3 separate regions of the Sus scrofa genome follow, and regions 1 and 3 are each linked to region 2. A link is a contact called in public promoter capture Hi-C data. All regions are on one chromosome and are shown on one strand. The core of a region is the stretch at or near the end of the contact, and the rest is flanking DNA. Distances in the headings are between cores, read along the strand shown. Region 1 holds the start of CNOT1 (CCR4-NOT transcription complex subunit 1). Region 2 holds the start of CSNK2A2 (casein kinase II subunit alpha'). Region 3 holds the start of SLC38A7 (putative sodium-coupled neutral amino acid transporter 7).

Region 1 (3,366 bases), core at 250-2,749, 360 kb before region 2:
AAAGTAGTCAAAATCTTAGAAGGGTAGTTTTCAAGCACTGGAGGAAGGAAATGAGTTGTTTGATGGGTATAGAGTTTCAGTTTTGCAAGATGAAAAAGTTTTTCTAGAGATCTGCTGCACGACATGCATATAGTTAACAGTACTATATGGTAACTTAAAAATGGCTACGATGGTAAATTTTATGTTGTGTTTTTTGTTTGTTTTGTTTTGGCTGAGCCCATGGCATGTGGACGTTCCCAAGATGGGACCTGTGCTGCACTTGTGACCTGCCCCACAGCAACGATGGATCCTTAACCTGCTGCTCCACATCAGGAAGTTATATGTTATATGTTTTTACCACATCCTCCTCCCCCCACGTGTAAGTTCTTGGGGCAGGATTCCACAGCCAGAGAAGCAGAGCAGTGACAAGAGAGCCTTAACCCGCCTTACATAATTTTTTTTAAAGAGACATATGGCTAGCAAACAAGAAACTTAGTGTTGCCTCAGGACAGCAGAGATTAGGATCGTTTTTCTCCAAAAGGTAAAAGATCCAACACTTTCTTCCCAATCTTCCCACCCTTCTGGGAACAGATGACCTCCAAATCTTTAAAAAGATATGTTCCCATGCTTTTTATTCCCAGAGCAAAAGGCATAAATATTCTTTTTTATCCACCTCCAGGGAGTGAGCCAAAAAGAGGACCTGAGCCTGAGCTTCCCACCTCTTTCTAAGGAGTCCCTTCCTCAATAGGCAGAACGAGAAAGGAAAGTTCTCTCCAGTAAAGTTAGGCAGGCTAGGACCAAATGGGAGCCTGGAAGACTACGTTCTCCAGCATGCATTGCTGCCCCTAGAGCGCATTCAGTGACTGAAGAATACGCACTACTTTTGCGACAGGGATGGGGTTGGGTGAACTACAGATCCCAGGATGCAAGGGCTACCACTCCAGTAACAGCCTGGCTTGCTTTCTGGAGCTGGCGTTCCCCGCCAAAGGGATACGCGGTTTGGGGAATGTTTGAGATTGGGAAGCCCCGTGGTCTATCGGATTTGACACTTCGAAAGAGGAAGGAGAATACGGGAAGGCTGCTTTTCACTGTAACTCAAAGTTGTTCCCGGGCAGGATAACAAGGGTTTAAGGGCCCCCCCCTCCTTTATTTATGGTTTCTCATAGCCAATGTCAGACACCCATTGGTGGAGGACTTCGAGGGCAGGTGGGAAGTCCGAGCAGCCCTACATCGAAGTTATCTGTCTCTCCTTATTGGTCTTCAACTCGAGCGCAGGCGCGAGGGCTCCGATTCCGGTCCCTGGGGACTGGTGAGCGGCAATTGGCCAAAGCCCGCGAAGTAGGAGTCTGGATTGGTAGTTGCTAGCAGGATCCTGGTTTCTTCCTTGACTTCTGCAAGTGATAGAGTGTGATTGGTTTAAATCCGCGGGCACCCGTCGGTGATTGGGTGGAAGCCACAGGCGGAGTACGGCCATTGGCTGGTGCTGGGGCCATCCCTCCTCGGGCGGGCAGCGAATGATGAAATGGGAACGGGGAGGGGAAAGGCCGCGACGTGAGCGCGCGACCTCCGGCGCCATTTTGTAGAGAAACAAGCGGAGTTAACCGAAGAGAGGGTCGAGGAGAGCCGGAGTCGAGGACCCAGGAGTTTCCTGTGTCCAGCGCTGCCGGAGCCGCCCGAGGTGAGGTGGGCTGGGGTCAGGTGCTGAGGCCGGCTGACGGTGTCAGCTACGGAACGCGGGTGCCGGTGCGGGAAGGAACCGAGGTGGTCCCGGGGCCATTGGGAACGTTTCCCGGCGCTCCGCGGAGTGAGGGGCAGTCGGACGGGGAAGTGGCGAGGCGGGAGAGGGCGGACTCTCTCCTCTTCGCTCGCGAGTCTTCGGGCTCTGAAGAGAAGCGGCCGAAGTGAAGGCTCCACGAAGCGGAAGGCAGAGCGCGGGATGAGTCTCGGGATGGCCCCCGGCCCGGGCCTGGAAGCTCTGAGGGTGGCGGTGGCGGCATTTGGGGCGGCTGGGCCTCGCCTCGCGCGGGCTGCCCCCTTCGCAGACCCCACGAGCTCCTCAACTGCCGGATGAGTGCAGTGGGCATGGGCGTAGGAGGCCTAGCCCCGGGGGCGAGGGGAGCGTGTTCCGAGTAGTTGCAGACTCCCAGTTCCTGTTGTTGGACCCGGAGCTGCCAATCCTCCTCCCCCCGCCCCCAGCACGTTGTCAAACCCCGAGTGTTTTCGGGTGTCCGCCGGTGGGAGGGGCGGGCGGGAGCGAGGCACTTCCTTATTACTTCTTGCCACAGGTTTTGTTCCATTCGCGCGCCCGGGCGCTCTCACACTCGCTCCGAAGTCGGCCCCCATCCACCTGGCCCAGTGTCTGTGCTAAGTGGCGTTTCTGCTCACCCATGGAAAGTGTCCTCCTGGTGAGCAGAGCACATGGAGGCTTCAGTGCTGGGGAGAGATTTTCTGCGGATCTTGTAGGGGTTACATAAGGCCAAACGCACAGATACTCCGTTTCAGTAACCCCCACCCCTGCAGGTTTCACCCCACCGGGCTCCTACAGATGAGCATCCCCACTAGGACTGCGCTTTAATGCTTCCTCTCTGTGGGTTTGGAAATGTTGTGTTTAAAGTAAACTTTGAGAAGAAAACTTTTGCTCTGAAGTCACTCAAAGGCCCTAATTTTTAGGATTCTGAGAACGTCTTTTTGTTGGTGGTAACACAGTTTTCTTTCCTTATTTCTCTACGTTCTGTTGCCATGAGGTTAACAACTAATTGATTGAGTCTCACTGATTACTTTTTGGGGAAAAATTCTGAACATTTCCCTCATGACAGTCCATTTGATAGGAACAGGTTCACATGGATGAAAAAGTGGACAAATAAAAAACTGGGAAGTAGGTCAATCAGATCAGGAACAAACTTGTTTTTGTAGAGGTATTTGGGTTTAAAATGCCAAGAATGGTAGCATAGTATTTTAGCTGTTAATAAGATGAATGGTAACAGTTTAAATAATCCTGTTTCGCTGCAAGTTGTTACCTTGTCTAAGGAGAAAATGATCTGATGATACATAAAGTTTTAGGCATCTAACTGGGCTTTGACTGAAATGGTCATACGATGAAACATGTTTGGAGAGTTGGTCCCTTTTCAACAAGTTGGGGTCCCAAGTCCTTCTGTGGAAACTTAAGTGTAGAATCAAGGCACAAAGATTCGACCACCAATAAATGAAAGTATTTCCCTTTCTTGCCGAAGATTATCATCTTAGAAGTTTTAAGGCAGAGTTTTGTGGCATGATAGTGGAACGGAACTGAAATGTCTTTGGTTCCCATTTCACTTGAATGGATCTGTGGCGTAGCTTTTTTCTTTGAGTCTCTAATATTTCTACTGGGGTTTTAAATCCCAGTCTCTT
Region 2 (3,105 bases), core at 507-3,006:
AAAAGTGAGACTTGGAGAGGAAAAAGGAGTCAGGCAGAGAAAAATGGAACTGGAGGGGGTAGAGGTGATGTCGGCCAAACTTGGAGGGTAGAAAAAACTGAAAGACGGGCATCTCAAGGAGAGCAATGTGTAGGGAAAGGCCCTGGTCAGATAATAATCATATTGAGCACTCAGTATCTGCTAGACACTGTTCTAAGTGTTTTTCATGGTTTATTTTGTCTAATCTGCTCCATAGTCGTGTGAGGTAGGTGCCATTACTGCTTTTATTTTGTAAAATCCACAGCATAGAGAGGTTAAGTTATTGGCCCAAGGTAACACAGCTTGTAAGTAGCAGAGCTGGCATTCAAACACGGAAGGATCTAGCTTCAGAGTTTGTTCTCTTAATTGTATCAAGAAGGAGGAAGCAGGGCCTCACCTAGAAAACAGAATATGAAAAAGGATTGGATTCAAAGCAACCCAGGCTGAGTGATTAAAAAATGTGGGATGGAAAAGCAAGACCAAAGAAAGGCCCAGAACATCAAGGAGAGAAGAGTGTTCAGGGCTAGAAGGCAACCTAATAAAATAGGCCAAAGTTTGGTTGGCCACCCCACCCTCAGTCCATACCCAACTCCTAGCCTGTCCCTTCAAGGCAGGACTCTCACAATTCTCCTGCTCTCTGTCCTCCCAAACCAAACCAAGGTATTTCTATGGTCTCAAAGTGTCTCCACACATTTTGCTTATTAATTACAAAGGGAAAAATAGGAACTTTACAGTGAGTAACTTGGCTGACTCCAACTTAACCAAGTGAGGATATGAACATAAAGAGAGTTCTTAGGGAAGGTTCTGGAAGGATATTTTGGGGAAAATGTAAGATAAGGGTTTTGTGGATGAAGAGAGAAGGGGAAGTCTGGAGGTTCAAGAGTCTGTGGGTGGCAGGGGAGAGTCTATCAGGGAAGATGGGCTGTCTCTGGGAGGGGTGGGGAAATCAGGAGTTGGAGAGGTTCTGAGTGAAAAGAGCAAGTTTCATGAGGGAGGGACTTGATGGGAACAGTTTGGGTGACAAAAGTGTCACAGCAGGGTCGGTATGAGAGGTCTGGTGGTGAAACTCTGGATGACGAAAGGGTAGAGAGCTTTGGGGTAGGGGGTCTCTAGGAGAGTCCTGGAAGAGTAGGCGAGGGGGCAAGGCTCTAGGACAGCAGCCTGTGGGCGGGGAGGCCCTGTGATGAGCGCTTTCTGCCAGACCAAGGATGGGTAGATTTGGAAGGGGATCCTGGAGGGGCGGGGTCAGGGGCGGGACCAGGCCGGCGGGCGGGTCCCCCCGCGCTGCAGGGGGCGCTGTGAGGCTGGGCGGCCCCGGGCCGGGCGTCGGCCGCTCCTAGTGAGCGCGGCCCCTTTTCCGGGTTTCCTCCTCCTCCTTCTTCGCCGCCGCTGCCGCTGCCCCTTTCCCGGCCGGCGGCTGCCGCTGCTGGTGCCGCCGACGCCGCCGCCGCCGCCTCGGGGCCGCGAGCCGAGCGGAGGCCGCCGCGGAGCGCGAGCGCCATCCGCCCCGCCGTCCCGCCGGCAGCTCCAGGGCCCGGCCGGCTTGGCCGGCGCCCCCCGCGCCCCCAGCCCGCCCGCCCCCGCGGGCCCGGCCTGGCGCGGCCGCCCGCCGCTGCGCTCCTCCTCCTCCTCCGGCGGCCCGCGGCCCGCCGCCTCCTCCGCCCGCCGCCCCGCGCCCCCCGTCGCGCCGCCGCCGCCGCCCTCGGCGCCCCGCGACGCCCCCCGGTCCCGCCCGCCATGCCGGGCCCGGCCGCGGGCAGCAGGGCCCGGGTCTACGCCGAGGTGAACAGCCTGAGGAGCCGCGAGTACTGGGACTATGAGTCTCACGTCCCGAGCTGGGGGTAAAGCCGCCGCCGCCCCCCGCCGGGCCCTCTCACTCCCACCCCCGCCCGGCCGTCCCCCCACCCCCCGCGCAAACCGCACTTGTCCCCCGCTGTCTATCTCCTCGCCTGCCCCTTTGCTGGGCCTGCGCTTCTCCGGTCTGGGGTGGGAGGTCCACTCCCCCCACCAGTGCCCTCGTCTTCCTCTCCTCCCTTCCGCTTCTCCCTCCCCGTTGTGCGTACCCCTTACCCCAGGGTATACTTCCTTACAAGTGTAGGGGTCCAGGGACCAGAGCCCGGTGGGAGTAAGGGAGCAGCCTTTCCTTTTACGCTTTGGGGTTTCTATTGGGGTGGGAAGTCAGCAGCTGTCCTCTTGAGCTATTAAAATTCTTTGCTTTTCTATTTTTTTGAAATGAGGATGGGTGGGAGGAAATTTTTTAAGGATGTCCAGATTCGCAAGGCAGGCGGTGTCTACCTTCTGGGTGTGCAATAGAAGGCAGGTGCTGGGCGGAGGGGCACCTCTGGGCCTCCGGGATGGATGCTTTGCTCACCTCTAGATTGAGTCAGACCCGTGCCTTCCACCTTATCTCCCCTAAGTTATGAGGGACCAATTAGGTTAGGAACTGCGTCTAGTGCGAGGAGCCAAGTTTATGTTGTGGCTTTCATTTAGGGAATGAGTTGTGGCATGATGTGTAGACACTTCCAAGTGCTTGATTAATGGAAGCGCCTGGATGGGGTGTGTAGTGGGCATAGGCTTGGTTAATCCTAAGTCCTGCCATTTATATTTGTCGCTCTTGGCTTTCACAGTAATCAAGATGATTACCAGCTGGTTCGAAAACTTGGTCGGGGAAAGTATAGTGAAGTATTTGAGGCCATTAACATCACCAACAACGAGAGAGTGGTTGTAAAAATTCTCAAGGTGAGTGTCTTATGAGCGGCGTTAAAGTTTCTTTTTCACAGGTCAGAAGGATATGAACTATTTCAGCCACATTCTCCAATGAGCAGTTTGAGCTCTCATTTTGCATCTGTTCTGTCTGATGTCCCTCTCCTACTCCTCCCACCTCATTTTCCTGTGAACTTTCAAGAAAATCTGCAGAAATAGGCAGACCTGTTTCAACTCTAAGTGTGATGGTTCAGGAACATGCTTGTTCTGAAATGTAATTAAAGGCTTCCAAAGTGAAACTTCCAAAGGGGCTCCATTTATTAGAAAATAAATAGGCATTCAGAAGCAAAAAGAGCCTTTTCATGAAGATCCTATCAACGCAAA
Region 3 (3,353 bases), core at 775-3,274, 390 kb before region 2:
ATGTGGATGGAGGTTCAATCCCTGGCCTCACTCAGTGGGTTACGGATCCAGCATTGCCATGAGCTGTGATCTAGGTCACAGACATGGCATGGATCTAGCATTGTGGTTGTGGCATAGGCCGGCGGCCTGTAGCTCCCATTCAACCCCTAGCCTGGGATTCTCCATATGCCGTGGGTGTGGCCCTAAAAAGACAAAAAAATAATAGAAGGCAATTAATACCCAGAAAGGGGGTCTGCATAGATACCTTTTCAGGGAAGCATACTAATGGCCAACAAGCACATGAAAAGATGCTAACATCATGAGTCATGGGGAAAATATAAATCAAAACCACAATAAGAATCACTTCACACCCACTAGGATGGCTATAATCAAAGATATATTAAGGGTTATCAAGGATATGGAGAAACTGGAACCCTCATACACTTCTGGTCAGAAGGTAAAATGGTACAACTACTTTGAAACAGTGGCACTTCCTCAAAAGGTTAAACCAGGTCGAGTTTCCACTTGACTCAGCAATTCTACCTCTGCAATTCTATGTATATACCCAAAATTGAACCCCCTGCTGACTCAGCAGGTTAAGGATCTGGTGATGTCACTGCCATGGATCTGATTACTGCTGTGACACAGGTTTGATCCCTGGCCCAGGAACTTCTGCGTGCTGGCATGCTGTGAGCAAAGCCTACACACACACACACACGCCCACACATACACACACACACACTGATGTACACAACAACTTGCATGAGTCTCTGGGCAATTATGCTTGTTGAAAATAGCCAATCTTAAGAGGTTACAACTGTAGAATTCCATTTATATAACATTTTTTGAAATGACAGACTTTTAGAAATGGAGAACAGATTAGTGGTTGCAGAGACTTACAGAAGGAAAGCCTTGCTGGAGGGAGGTGAGTGGTTATAAAAAGGCAGTAGGAGGGATCCTTGTGTTGGAAAGGTCTGGAATCCTGAATGTGGTGATTTATAAACCCTCCCCATGATTAAGCTGAATAGAAGTAAACACACACCAAAAAATGACTTCAAATAGAACTGAGGAAATTCGAATATGATCAGTGGATTGTGTCATCAATATCCTGGTTGTGATATGGTACTATGGTTTTGCAAAATGTCACCACTGAGGGAAACTGGGTAACCAATACGAGGCTCTCATCAGCAAGGACCTTTGATGCATGAAGAGGTAGGTGGAATGGAGAGCAGGTTCTCCTAACATAGATGAGGACATTGGAATGCTAGTGACTATGTGACAGCTTGCAAGTGGCACACAGTCACAAACAGAAGCCAGGGCTATGGACACCCATTCATTCAACCAATACTTAATTATATGAGTGACATCAGTGCCTCAGTGTTCAAGAATCTAGGCCCTGGGGTTAAGGCCATGAGCAACACTCAAACCAACCACAGCTCAAGGAGGTAAAAATGGCCCCTCACTGTCCTCAGTGAAAAAGTCCAGGGTCAGCAGTTCCCGTTGTGGCGCAGTGCTTAACGAATCCGACTAGGAACCATGAGGTTGCGGGTTCGGTCCCTGCCCTTGCTCAGTGGGTTAACGATCCGGCGTTGCCCCGTTAGCTGTGGTGTAGGTTGCAGACGCGGCTCGGATCCCGCATTGCTGTGGCTCTGGCATAGGCCGGTGGCTGCAGCTCCGACTGGACCCCTAGCCTGGGAACCTCCATATGCCGCGGGAGCGGCCCAAGAAATAGCAAAAAGACAAAAAAAAAAAAAAGTCCAGGGTCAGAGCTGTGGGTGCGAAGACAAGGGAAACAAAGGAGGATTAATGAGGCCAAAGATCTATGGCCCATGGCATCCAGACTGGCAAAATCATCAATTGCTCTTCCTAGGAGTAGGAAGGAGTGTGTGATTTGGCCAAGGGGCCAGGACTAAAAGTAACCGGATAAACACCGGCGGGCAGGCTGCCAGGCTGATTCGGAACAGTGCCATCCCCTCGGGCATAAGGAAGCTGGTGTCCAAGATTGACACCTGCAGAAAACTACAACTCCCAGCATGTCCCGCGGCCCACCCAAGGCCAGAGTCATGTGACCGCTGCTCACGTGTCGCTGCAGCCGGCCGGGCTTGAGGCACCGCAGGTAAGTGACAGGAGGTACAGGTTGGTGAAGGGTGGAAATATTAGGTCCCGGGGTCCCCAGGGCCCCCACTGAGGAAAAGCCCTGCCCACACCCTCAGGACTCCGCAGCCCGGTGTCCTCCGCCACACGCCCGCGCTTGGTCGGACTGGCCCCACCTAGTCTCCTTAATCACTCCTAGGCCGGATCAAGCCCCGAAGCCCCTCCCTAGTTTACCCGACAGCAACCCACTCGCCTCGGGCCTGTAGATCGTCCCTGCCCTGGGTGCGCGCTGACCCACTCCCAATGAGCCCACTCCTCATATTTCTGGGATCCAGTCCCAGGCTGGCCTGGCAACCTGCTCCAGTTGGGGTCTGAGGGGGCCTACCGCAATGGTTAAGCCCCTGGCCTGGGCACGTGGGCGTTAGGCTTCTGTCTCTGGCTCTGCGGTCTAGTCCCTGTGACATTAGTCTAGACTCTTTCCTTCCATGGGCATGTTCTGAGCTGCTGTTCCATTCTGTGAGTTAAAACGCCTCAGTTCCCCTCACTCCGCTCACCAGCACAGAAACAGCTCAGCCCCTTCTCACTGTTGACAGCAGATTTTCTGTGAAGTTTTAAGAAAGAAGACATCGGGGGCCGGAGAGAGAAGTAAGGAGACTCAGATCCCAAATCTTTGGGGAGAAGGAGGTGTAAAGAGCAGCTCTCCCTCCACCACAGCCAGACAGGTGGAAAGAGCAGGTAAGCTGGGTACGGTGGTGTGGGGGTAATATGCAGCGAAGGGGAGCTGAGAAATCTTGGGCTAATGTGGAGACCTCTGTGTCTTCGACATGAGCAGGAAGACATGGTCTCACAGCTTCAGTAAGCACTAACTTTGCAGAGCTCTCTGTGGGGCTACCCTGGAAGCTGGAAGCCCCAAACTGCGTCCACTACTCACTGGTTTTTTGCTGAGTTGCTGACTGGGTGGCAGGTTGCGTAAGAGGAAGCCCTGCGGCATCTGACTGGTCTTTCTGGACTTGGAGTCAAAGAGGAGACACTTCCCCTGGAGCTGTGTCCCTTGGTTGCATGCTTGGTGACAGATGTCTGAAAGCACCTAAACTCCCCCTTTCCCCTCTACTGAGTATGAGGCTCCAAACTTTGTTCAAGCAGTGGGACTCACTAGCCATTCTAAACCCATCAGTGTGCTGAGGGCACGGGAAGGGATGCTTCTGTGATGGGCAATGGTTAGGTCAGTCATGTGGGAGAAGAGTAAGAACTGCCCTGAATTTTTTTTTCATTAAAGCAAA

Evidence for each region. Promoter capture Hi-C pulls out the DNA fragments that hold promoters and counts their contacts.
Region 1: a contact with region 2 is called in a promoter capture Hi-C map of liver, with 4 times the contacts expected there. The contact joins the promoter of CNOT1 here to the promoter of CSNK2A2 in region 2. A contact is called at or near these places in 1 of 5 promoter capture datasets (liver) and 1 of 47 Hi-C or Micro-C datasets (embryonic fibroblasts).
Region 3: a promoter capture Hi-C map of liver shows a contact between it and region 2, with 4 times the contacts expected there. The contact joins the promoter of SLC38A7 here to the promoter of CSNK2A2 in region 2. A contact is called at or near these places in 1 of 5 promoter capture datasets (liver) and 1 of 47 Hi-C or Micro-C datasets (embryonic fibroblasts).

What each region holds. Positions count from the first base shown.
Region 1 is chr6:20,370,433-20,373,798 of Sscrofa11.1, reverse strand. CNOT1 (CCR4-NOT transcription complex subunit 1) reads left to right here and starts at 1,499. Exons shown (of 49, transcript XM_021093957.1): 1 at 1,499-1,657.
Region 2 is chr6:20,015,375-20,018,479 of Sscrofa11.1, reverse strand. CSNK2A2 (casein kinase II subunit alpha') reads left to right here and starts at 1,756. Exons shown (of 12, transcript XM_021093948.1): 1 at 1,756-1,859; 2 at 2,646-2,757. The coding sequence starts at 1,756.
Region 3 is chr6:20,400,404-20,403,756 of Sscrofa11.1, reverse strand. SLC38A7 (putative sodium-coupled neutral amino acid transporter 7) reads left to right here and starts at 2,024. Exons shown (of 13, transcript XM_021097090.1): 1 at 2,024-2,095; 2 at 2,683-2,808.